Regions from separate parts of the Rattus norvegicus genome. Here region 1 is linked to region 2. Evidence: chromatin contacts called from public Hi-C data. All regions are on one chromosome and are shown on one strand. Each heading gives the region's core, a stretch centred on a gene start, on an enhancer-like site or on the middle of the called end of the contact. The rest is flanking DNA. Distances are from core to core; before and after follow the strand shown.

The links. A called contact is a pair of places that touch in the nucleus more often than the background predicts.
Region 1: a contact with region 2 is called in a Hi-C map of the A7r5 cell line, with 8 times the contacts expected there. The contact joins the enhancer-like site here to the promoter of Kprp in region 2. A contact is called at or near these places in 2 of 12 Hi-C or Micro-C datasets (the A7r5 cell line and the Rat2 cell line).

What each region holds. Positions count from the first base shown.
Region 1 is chr2:181,211,133-181,216,355 of GRCr8, reverse strand. No RefSeq gene overlaps it. Among named protein-coding and RNA genes, the nearest start is that of Lce3b, 32 kb to the left of the region's middle. Within about 2 kb of position 3,410, at least 2 of the 93 cell types and tissues checked have an H3K27ac peak or open chromatin away from gene starts, as enhancers often do. A contact at or near this core is called in the A7r5 cell line, where this site is marked.
Region 2 is chr2:181,127,543-181,133,034 of GRCr8, reverse strand. Kprp (keratinocyte proline-rich protein) reads left to right here and starts at 3,207. Exons shown (of 2, transcript NM_001002290.1): 1 at 3,207-3,220; 2 at 4,705-5,492. The coding sequence starts at 4,733.

The DNA of each region.
Region 1 (5,223 bases), core at 2,161-4,660, 83 kb before region 2:
AACAACAACAACAACAACAACAACAACAACAACAGACAAATTCCATTAGATTAAAAGCAAACCAACAGGGCTGGTGAGAAGGCTCAGTGGGGCGAGTTGCTTGTTACTAAGCCTGGCAATCCGAGTTTGAATCTTGGGTTCCATTTAGCAGAAGGTCCCGTTTGACCTCCATGTATGCACGCTGACACCCAAATAAATAATTGCAATAAAAAACCACCAGTGAGTATTTCTTCCTTGCTTGGTTAGGTTTTAATTTATCCCACCCCCACGTCCCCCGTGATGTTTCATGGAGCGAATGGGCCTTTGAAGGAGCTGTGGTTTGCAATTTCATTCCAAACTCAGGTTCCCTAAGGCAATCTTGGTTGTGTATAGCGGAGTTTGGATCAGTTTCGACATGTATTGAATCTCTGGCAAAGGTGTGCTGGGTTGACTATGCTGTCCTCAGCCTCCCCTGTGATGATGCACCACTATCCAGTTTGAGTGAGAGAGCACTATTTAGTTTGACAGCGCTGAGTGAGAGAGTGCAGCGTGAGAACCCTGCAGGTTCCCACTACTTTAGAAGCAGCCTCAATGGAGGAGACTACACCTCCCCCCGCCAAGAGTTAGACTTCAGGGTCCCTGTTCTCCACCCATGGAGATGTATAGGACCCACAACTGGATCTGGGCACTTTGGAGCGATTCCCTTGGTCTATTTTATGGCACCAGTATGTAGGAGAGGGGAAGACGGGAGCCCTTACTAAAAGTTCCACTGATCTCAGCCGCAACCCCAGGAGGAAGCCTACACAGCTTCCTAGTTTCTCCCATCAGTCCCCAGTTCTCCATTCTCCTGTCCACAAAGATGGATAGGTAATTGGTCCCACAGACTCAGGGCTTTCAGCTCCTCCTCTGTGGGGAAAGGGAGAGAGGAAGATATTGTTTTCAAGTTTCTACCGACCTCAGCCAAATTTCTCTGCTGTGTTTCAAAGTTTTCTGTTGCTGGGCATCACTGCTGTCACCATAAGAGAGCTCTCACCGCAAAGAAAGAAAGAGTAGATTTTAGTTTTTTTCCTTCTGTACCCAGATAGGAGTGACCATGGCCCAGGTACACAGATTTAAGTTACCCCAAATTCCATGCTCCAATATTTCATGAAGTTTCTGTTGTAACCAAATAAAGAAAGCCGTAAGTCCAGACACCTTTAAACTCTACTGGAATAAACACTAAGTAGGTGGTCACAGTAAAGCCATCTTATATGCTATGTGATGACTCCAAATTTTGTGAAGAATAGGCTTTTACTAAGTTAATACATTATTTTATGTTTGTCTGGATGTTAGGTCTGGCTTCATGAGCTACTTATCAGATGTTAAGTGAGAGACAGAGGCGGGCAAAGAATAGAAATTTATCTTTAACCCCAAGATAAATTCTAATTTACCTGTGGCTGCAATGTCTATTCATCACTGAATTTTAACCAGCCAATCTGCCTTTGCAAACAGCTTCTTTCCAGGAATTCTTGTTCACAGTGCCAGTTATGTCTTCAGTCCTTAGTGCGCTAGCTAACTTCCTGCGGTTTCCTAGAGCGTTTGCCATACCTCAGTGCTCATAGCTGCTCCTGCCTGTTTTGCTGTGGACGCCTCTGCTGCATAGATAAGCCCAACTACAGCTATCAGCTCTGGCTAGGGCCCAGACTGTTTTGTGATCCTGACTGTCACAGCAAGTCACTGCCTTGAGGTTTTAAGTTTCTGTCTTACCCAGTGCTATCAGAAGATCTAAATCCCTGCTTTGAAATAACATATCGTTTGAGGGTGTCTGGTAAGTCATTCTATTTAAAAATAAACCAAGAATTTATTGGTCAGCCAGAAAAGAGAAAAGGTAAAGTCACTGTTGGGAAAGACAATTGGGCATCTTGACCAGAGCACATGGGGTAGTCCCTGTAAGGCATCTCAGCAGTGGGTATGTGAACAGAGATTCTGCCTAGCTGCCTTCAAGTGGAAAGGGCAACAATAGCTTTGAATTCAAACAGCTCAGCAGTTGTCTTCCTGAATAAATGATCAGAGAAAAACCTCTGATCACAGTGATATCTCAGCAAGTAGACAGGGATGAGATGTGAACAACAAAAAATAAAAAGATAGAACTAAAGCAAGGAGTAAGTGATGGAGGGGAATAAGATTACTTGCATAAAATAGTTGCAAAACATGAAATTCTGGGTCCATGGCAAACCAGTGGTTTGTCAGCAACCAGCAGAAAATCAGGAACACAGACTATATTTTGTTATTGTGTTTCTATCCAGGGAAGGAAGAAGAGGGTAGGGCAGAAGAGTTCAGCACATGGGGATAGTGGTCCTTAAAAGCCTGACATAGCCCTTTCTGTTGTCTGCTCACACCTACTCTTAGGGCAGAGAAAGTGGTATTCATAGAGGAGGTGATTTAGGAAATGGATTTAGGCTTTTTTGGTATTTATTGTATCTTCAGGGATTAGTTATTTCTCAGAAAGAATGTCTTTCTCTTAATCTGACAAGACTCACAACCGTTCAAACCATCACAATTTTTGAAAAGAGACTATTTAGCAAATAATTATGATAATTTATTTTACAATGAGAATAAAATGCATAAAAAAGGTTGGTGTGAGTATCAGAAAAGCAAAAGGAATCAGAAGCTCAAGGAGTACTTGAATTTTTTTCTTTTAAAATTTAAATATACTTTTTACTTTCTTAGATTATATTGTAATTACATCAGTTCTCCCATAGTTTTCTTCCCTGCAAATTCTCTCATGTTCCATCTTGCTGTTTTTCAAATTTATGACATCTTTATATTTATATATGTATATATTCTCTCTCTCTCTCTCTCTCTCTCTCTCTCTCTCTCTCTCTGTATTTCTATTATCTAGAAATGCAACCTTCTCAGTTTGATAATGTTACCTGTGGCTGACCATTTGGCATGGGATAACCAATTGTTGTGTTGGTTTGTGGAGAATAATGTTTGTCCCTATGTTCACATGGGTGTAGTTCTCATGCCTCACCACGGATTTACTTTTAAAGTGAGAATCATCTTTACTGAGTATCTGTCTCTGGTCTGTGCATCCTGAAGTTGTACTTGTGCTGAGGCCAATTCTCATCCCTATTAACCATGGACTTGAGGCAAAAGCCACACATGACAAGACCACAACCAACAGCAGACATAATAATTCAACTGGAAGCTTCTCCAGGAGATTATGAAGAAGACAGGTAAGTATTTATCATCAGCGCTTCTTGTCACTACAGTAATGGATGTCTGGCAGGAACAGTTAGTCAGGCAGAAACTGAGGCAGGCACAGTTCAAGTAGAAAGATGAACTCCTCTGAAACAACTTTTAAAATTGAAGTCACAGGCTTCCACTCTGTTCTTGCCTATTCCTGTAGACTCAAGATTTGTGAATGGAATCCTTTAGATGGGCACATGGCTGACCTAGAAACATAGCAGCTCCATGACTCAGTTAAAACTATACTACAGTCATTGAAAAACAAGTCTGTGACAAGATACATTTAACAATGGAGTGACTGACACCCAGAGACATTAACTAGTTTTAGGTAACACAGCTACTACAAGGTAGGGAATTAAATCCAGGTGGTCTGGCTCCTAGCCTTGTAACCTCTATTGTTGCAGGCTGTGCTGCCCTCTTCCTCGGCTCTAACAGTAAAGAGCAAGTGCTCCGTGCACAATCCAAGGGAAAGGCAGGTCCAGAATCCAGTCTGGGCTTCTCAAAAAGCTGTTAGAAAGAGATGACTCACCTAGGTATGTGGCTGTGCTGTGGCACTCCCTGGAGGCTGACACCTGACTGGGCCTTGAAGAGGAGGTTCTCAGAGACTGCTGCCTCTTCTCATGTCCCCCCATCAGTCCAAAGGAAATTCCTCATCATCTCCTCAGGGGAAACAGGGTGAAGTGAGCAAGCAGAGTGAGAAAGGAGGGAGAGGAGCTGACAGGGAACAGACCCACAGAGGATGCTTTTTAGATTGTGTAAGGTCCTGAACTCAGTACTCATTTGAATTACTGTGCTATTTTCATGGAATGAGAGTTCTTAACCCCATGGCTGGAAATTTTTGTTTTGACAGTACAGACCCACTGTTGTCAATAAGTTTCAGTTATGAACAATGACTGACATATATAATCCATCTTCTTTATGTCTTCTTATGGTTGATCAAAAGGGCTGGTAGTTATGCCAATGTGACACTCAGGGGGACCTGAACAATCAGATCCTTATCTTAGGACTAAGCTCCCAGCGTATGGCAGTTGCGAGGCTCGATGGTTTCCAGAGAGGAAGGACTGACTTTGTCTGCTGGAGGTAGAACATGGTGGTAGATGAGTATCAGATCTGGCTAGATGCCTGATGTGGCTATTGATGTGGCTATGCAGTGCTATCCCTCCCCTACCAGGACTTTGGCTCACCCAGGACTAATCCTTATTCTCCTACACAAGATCCCCTGGGCATGTTCTTCATCTACACTGAACCTGATGTTCCTCATGCACTTGTTCCTATTCCAGTCTCTAAACTTCTTGAAGGATTGGGACAGTCCAGGTAGGTTCTGGAGCACTAGAGAAAAAAAAAACACAGCTGAGTCTTCAGAGAAGCAAGGTGAGAAGGGCAGTGTTTGAAGAAGTCTGCACAATGGATGTGCTCTGTGTAGAACTGCAGTGAAGTTAACTTCTTAACATACAAGCACAGAAAGAAATGCCGCATTTCTGCAGGACATTGGTCCAGAGCCTGATCCCTTGTTGGCACTTTTCCCAGATGGGTAAGAACAATGTTCTTGGGTTTCTCTTAGCTTTGCCTTGGGGCTTGGCAGTGAAGAGCACCTTGTTGCTGATGAGTGTTTGCCAAACCTGCAGAAACCTATAAAAACTTGCAGAAGCCTGCAGGAGCCTGAGAAGGCTGGCCCTTCTGAATTCCATGCAGGAAGAGGATGTATAGAGGGAGGGGAAAGAAGAGCCATCCTTAGTGTATATACTAATGTGTTTAATCTCCTGTAGGGAGATTTCACAAATCTCTTTTTTCAAAATTGGATATTTTATTTATTTACATTTCAAATGTCATCCCCTTTCCCAGTTTCCCTCTGAAAACCCTCTATTCCACCCCCTTAACCTGCTTCTATGAGGGTGCTCCCCTACTCACCTGCCCACTCCCGCTTCAACACCCTAGTATTCCTCTACACTGGGGCAGCAAGCCTTCACAGGACCAAGGGCTTCCCCTCCTATTGATGCCAGATAAGGCCCCTTC
Region 2 (5,492 bases), core at 1,958-4,457:
TGCATGTGCCTAGGGTTAACACAGTGCTTTTATCCACCACTGATGCCTACATTCTTTTTTTGCGATAGGATCACTCACTAAAACTGGAGCTCACAATAAGCTCGGCTGATTGTCCTGCAAACCTCACATATCCTTTTGTCTTTGTCTTCCTATTGTTAAAATTACAGAATGAAACAAGCCTTTTAAGTGAGAATTCTGGGAATCATAACTCTGATCTGTGGCAGGCATGTTACAGACTAAGCCATTCCTCTAACCCCACCGATGACAACTGCTAAAGTTTAGAAATTTATACAGAGTAGAAGGAAGATTGTCAGGAGTTTACCATTTTGCTCTTAGTCCAATGACAATTTCTGAAACTGTATTGTTTTAAACCGAATGACTAACTCTAATGGCTAGCTTTACTCCCCAGTATCTATTTCTCTCTGTGAATTACAATAAGTAACAAAACTTTTGAGTCTCCTCTTGTTTATCTATTTCTCTCTATTTCTCTCTGTGAATTACAATAAGTAACAAAACTTATGAGTCTCCTCTTGTTTATCTACTCATTCACTAGCGATCTGTGATATGCAATTTCATGCTTAATGTTCTATTCATTTATTATGTGCCTGTTAATATATTCATCTTATGTCAGGATATGGACAAACAGGGACACCATAGCTATGTTTCTCTTCAAAAGGTTGAATGGAGGAGACAGATGTTAGTATTCAGCAGTTCACATCCTGGTGATGTCAATTAGTTTCAGTTCTCAGTTTGCCAGTTTTCCAGGTTACTTATATATTATTCAAGTTCAGGAAATCTTGGTTAAAGTTTGGGATCAGAAAAATAACTCACAGCAGAAATATCATTGGCACCACACTAGAAATATCTAGGATTTAGTCTCTCCAAGGCAGTCGTTAGTATATGATACCCAGGCAAATTTCTTCTGCCTGAGGATCCTCATCTGTAGAAGGGCAAATTAGGACCTGGAAACTTTTGAGGATTCTGGTTGGTATGATACTCTGAAAGTCCATAATCCTATGGAAGTCTGGAGTTATACATGAGCAGTGTTTGGAATGAGTGATGGGGATAAATGCTAGGACTCTCAAGTCACATTGAACTGGACAGACTTTACCTTGGGAGAGACTTCAGAAACATGATTTGTGTGTGCACTGTTGGACACAAAGAACTTTCATACCTACAATATAATTTTGTCCCCAGAAGCACTTGCTAGGTGTTATAAGTCCCATCATTTCATGAAGAAAATGAATCACAGAGGGGGACATGGCTATATTAAGTATTTAATATCAATTTTCTTATCTACCTCACACAATAATCTTAAGACCTTTCATGCTTACTTCTCCTTTTTATTCATATTTCTCCCTCTTAACGTTCTTAAGAGTTCATATACAATAGGTTTGGGCTTATGGAAACTAAGTAGATTTCACTTCATTAGTAAATACTAGAGTTCAAAATATATTTAAATTTACGTTTGCTTATAAGTTTGGTTAGAATCTGAATGATTCCAAAAGCTAGATGGTGATGATTGAGTAAAGACTTTTGAGATTTTGTTTTCTTTTGTCAAAATTTATTTTGATTTATTTATGTGCATGAGAGGGTGTCTATGTGAGTGCTTATGCATGTACATATGTTAGTGCTTATGCCCGGACCTGCATGTAGAGGTGAGGAGAGGATGTCATGTGTCCTCTTTATTACTGACCACATATTCTTCTAAGGCAGAGTATCTTCCTGAACCTGAGAATTCATAGCATGGCTAGGCTGGAAGCCAGTATGTCTTCCCTAGTGATCCTTCTAGCTTTGTGTCCCCTAAAAGTTGAAATTATGAGCTTTTATAGAGGATGCCTGGCTAGTTGTTGGGTTACTGCTGGCATCTGAGCTCTTATCCTCAGGATTACAGAGTAAGTACTATTAACCATTGAGCATAGCTCTAGCCCAATGCTTGCTTCCTTTTTAACCATAAAAAGAATAATGGAAAAATAATATAAGGAGCCTTGCACTTTACATTGCATTGTACATGTAGAATGAAGAATGATGGCATGGTGGCACATGCCTTTAACCCCCACACTCAGGAGGCAGAGACAGGCATATCTCTGAATTTGAGGCCAGCCTGGTCTACAGAGAGAGTTTCAGAAACCCTGTCTCAAAAAACAAAAACAAAAACAAACAAACAAAAACAAACAAAAAACCCACAACCCTCAAAACCCCCCAAAACCAAACCATGATGAAGCTTTGTAGAATGGAAAATTATATACCATATTAGTGGAAGGTAACTATTGCCAGTCTGATAAAAGGCAGGCATCTCTAAACAAACTTGATTTATAAAGGAAAACCTGGAGATCTAGAACATTAACTAAAATCTCTTCATTTAAAAATATTAGTTGTTAATTTTAGCGAAGTGCAGAGAAATATAAAGGATACCCAACTTGTGTTTATGTGGCTCATGGGGCCCCCTTGCTTGTTCTATTCTGAACCGTGCTGTTTTCTAACACATGAACTGCCTTATGCTGCTTTGGAAGACTTCTCTACAGCATCCACCAAACACTTGCTCTTCATCCACTGTCTTCTCAGCTTTAGACTGGGCCATAGCAGATGCACAGTGATCCAGTTGCATTTTTGCTTGTGGTGTGCTTTCTCTTGAGAAAATGTTGGATATTTTGAACATCGTTCTTAGTAAGATGGATTTGTATGAAACAATTGTTATAGTCTCCATGACAATGGTAAAAAGACTCACCCATTTTGGAGAAGAGTAAAGTAACTTCTAACTTAGTTATAAAGGTCGCCAAGCTGTAAGTTAGCAGCATGAGACCCTAGATGCAGCTCTGACCCCACATTTTCTTCATTACTTCTATCTCATGAGAATCTAAGGCAAGGGGATAGTAGAATATGGAACGGTTTTCTAGGAGAGATGATACCTCAATGCCTCCTCAACACCTTCATCATTGAGTCCTGTTGGGATGGAGAGGAAACTGATAGGATGAACAATGAGGAAGAAAATGACCTGCTTCTCCATAGTCTAGAAGCTCTGACACCAGAAAAAGACACTCCCAGCTCTGTAGGTGACTAGACGGACAGCACACAGGGAGGAAATTAGGTGGTGGAATGTTACCTTGGGCAGATGCCAACCAGTTGTCTCATGGTTTGAGCCAGACCCACAGCTCTTTATATAAACACAGTCCTCTGCCCAGATGCCTTAGCCTGGATGACTTTGTGCCTGCTGAGGAGGGTGAGTCTGGAAGCTGGGTCCGGGGATCATGTTGGGGTTGATGGATATTCAAGGGGTTCCCAGACTCTAAAACTGAGGAATGATTAAGGCAGAAGCTGGGGCAGAGAGACATCAGTCTGAGGTGGAAAATTGATTAAGGATTATAAAATGTTTAGGGTTTATGGAAAGATATGGGGTTTAAAAGTTGGTGTATTTGCCTTTGACAGTCCTGGTCTTTTCTCCAGGTACCATTTCTTTTGTTAGTGACTCATTGTCCCAGGAAAAGATACAATGTTCTTTTATTTTGAGTCCCTAGATGCATAAAAGGATGGAAACAGTAGTTATTTGTTTTATCTGAGTAGAGGCACATGAGGATGGATGAGCCACCATGTGTAGGGAACACAAACATAGACAATTGCTACAAATGGAAAATGTCTAGTTCTGTCTACCAGTGGAAGAATTTTAGGTATCCTGGAAGGTTGTGAGAGATGTTTTGTTGTTATGATTTAATTGACAGATTAGCTCTGTTCTTTGCCAGTCATTGGGCTACCTGTACAGACAGGTAGCTCTGGGAAAAGCAGATGGGAACTACTGTATTTTCTTGCAAGGTAAGGGTAGTATAGGAATGTATGCCTGAATGCCTTATGTCATACTGTGACGATCTTGCTATGCAGTTCCATAAGTGTTTCCGACTCTACTTACATCACTGTAAATCCTTGAATGTCATGAAGAATATGATAGTCTCTGGGTTATCTCAGCTTCATTAGCATCTCAGAGGGTCTGAGGAGAAAATATTTCTGAAGTTAGCAGATTTTTACCCTCTAGATGATTAATAACAGCAGTCTGCTTGGGCAAGTGACCGTGCTGTCCTTAATGATGGTATGTTTTGCATGTGAAGTATATATGAATTTTCATATTTCTCTGAAGATCTGTTTAAATTAATTCACTTAAAAAGATTGGATGGGAGCAGCAAATATTAAGCACTGGGCCTGACAGGTCCAGAATTTTCCTTGATCCTTTGCTAATTCAGTGGATTTTTTTTTGATGTAATGTGAACATAGATAATGCCTGTGTACCCCCAGCCCTGCCTCATGGTCATTTTTACATGTGGCTTGTGTATACCTCCCTGTGTGCATGGAAGCCTCAGTTTGGGCTATGTATGGGAAACAAGCTGTTACTTGTTTTTCCTGTAGGGCTGTTTCCATCACTTGACTTGTTAAGTGTTAATTTGCTTGTCATCACTGCTCTCTGGTGGCAGACATTGGTATGCCTACCTTTATATCCAGCTATGCAGAACTGAGCCATTTTGGCATAACCAGGTTAGGGGGCAGGGAGAGGGGGCAGGTCTCACGAACAATAATGACTAGCATGGGCTCAGGTAAGTCAGTAAGTAAAGGTTGAAGGCATCTAAAGAAAAACCAGAGAAGACACCAGGCTTCTGGTTCTAGATCCCAGCTCCTCACTCCCATCTTTCAGCCTCCTGACCCTGGTTTCTCTACCCTCAGGTCTTGCTCACCCACCTGCACCAGGACCATGTGTGACCAGCAAGAGATTCAGTGTTGTGGGCCAATACCCCAGTGCTGTGTCAAGGGTTCCTCCTTTGGTCCCTCACAGTTTCCTCATGCCAACAACCAGGTGCTAGTGGAAGCTCCGTGTGAGATGCAATTTCTGGAATGTGCTGCACCATGCCCCATTCAAGTTTCTCAGACTCCATGCCAGTCCAGTACCACTGAAGTGAAGGGCCAGGCTCCATGTAAAACCACCAACGTTAAATGCCAGACCAAGACCACCCAGGTGAAATGCCAGCCTAAGACCACTGAGATAAAGTGCCAGGCTCCCTGCCAGGCTCAGGTTTCCTGTGTTCAATGCCAGGCTCCATGCCAATCTCAGGTTTCCTATGTGCAAGTTCCACAACCTCCTCAGACCTACTATGTAGAGTGTGCTCCAGTGTATTATACAGAAACTCGTTTTGTGGAATATCCAGTTTCAAACTACGTGCCTGTTCCAGCTCCTCAGCCTGGGTACACTTATGTAGAATGTCCCTCACTGGGCCAGGGCCAGGGCCAGGGAAGTTTCTCCACTCGGTACCAGTATCAGGGATCCTATGGTAGCTGCACTTCTCAATCACAGTCACGGGGTTCTTACAGCAGCTGTGGTCCACAGCATCAGTCTCAGGCTTCCTACAGTTACTGCGAACCCCAGTTTCAGTCCAGACCCTCCTATACCAACTGTGGTACTCAGCGCCAGTCACAGGCTTCCTTTGGCAGCTGCACCTCCCAACTCCAGTCTCGAG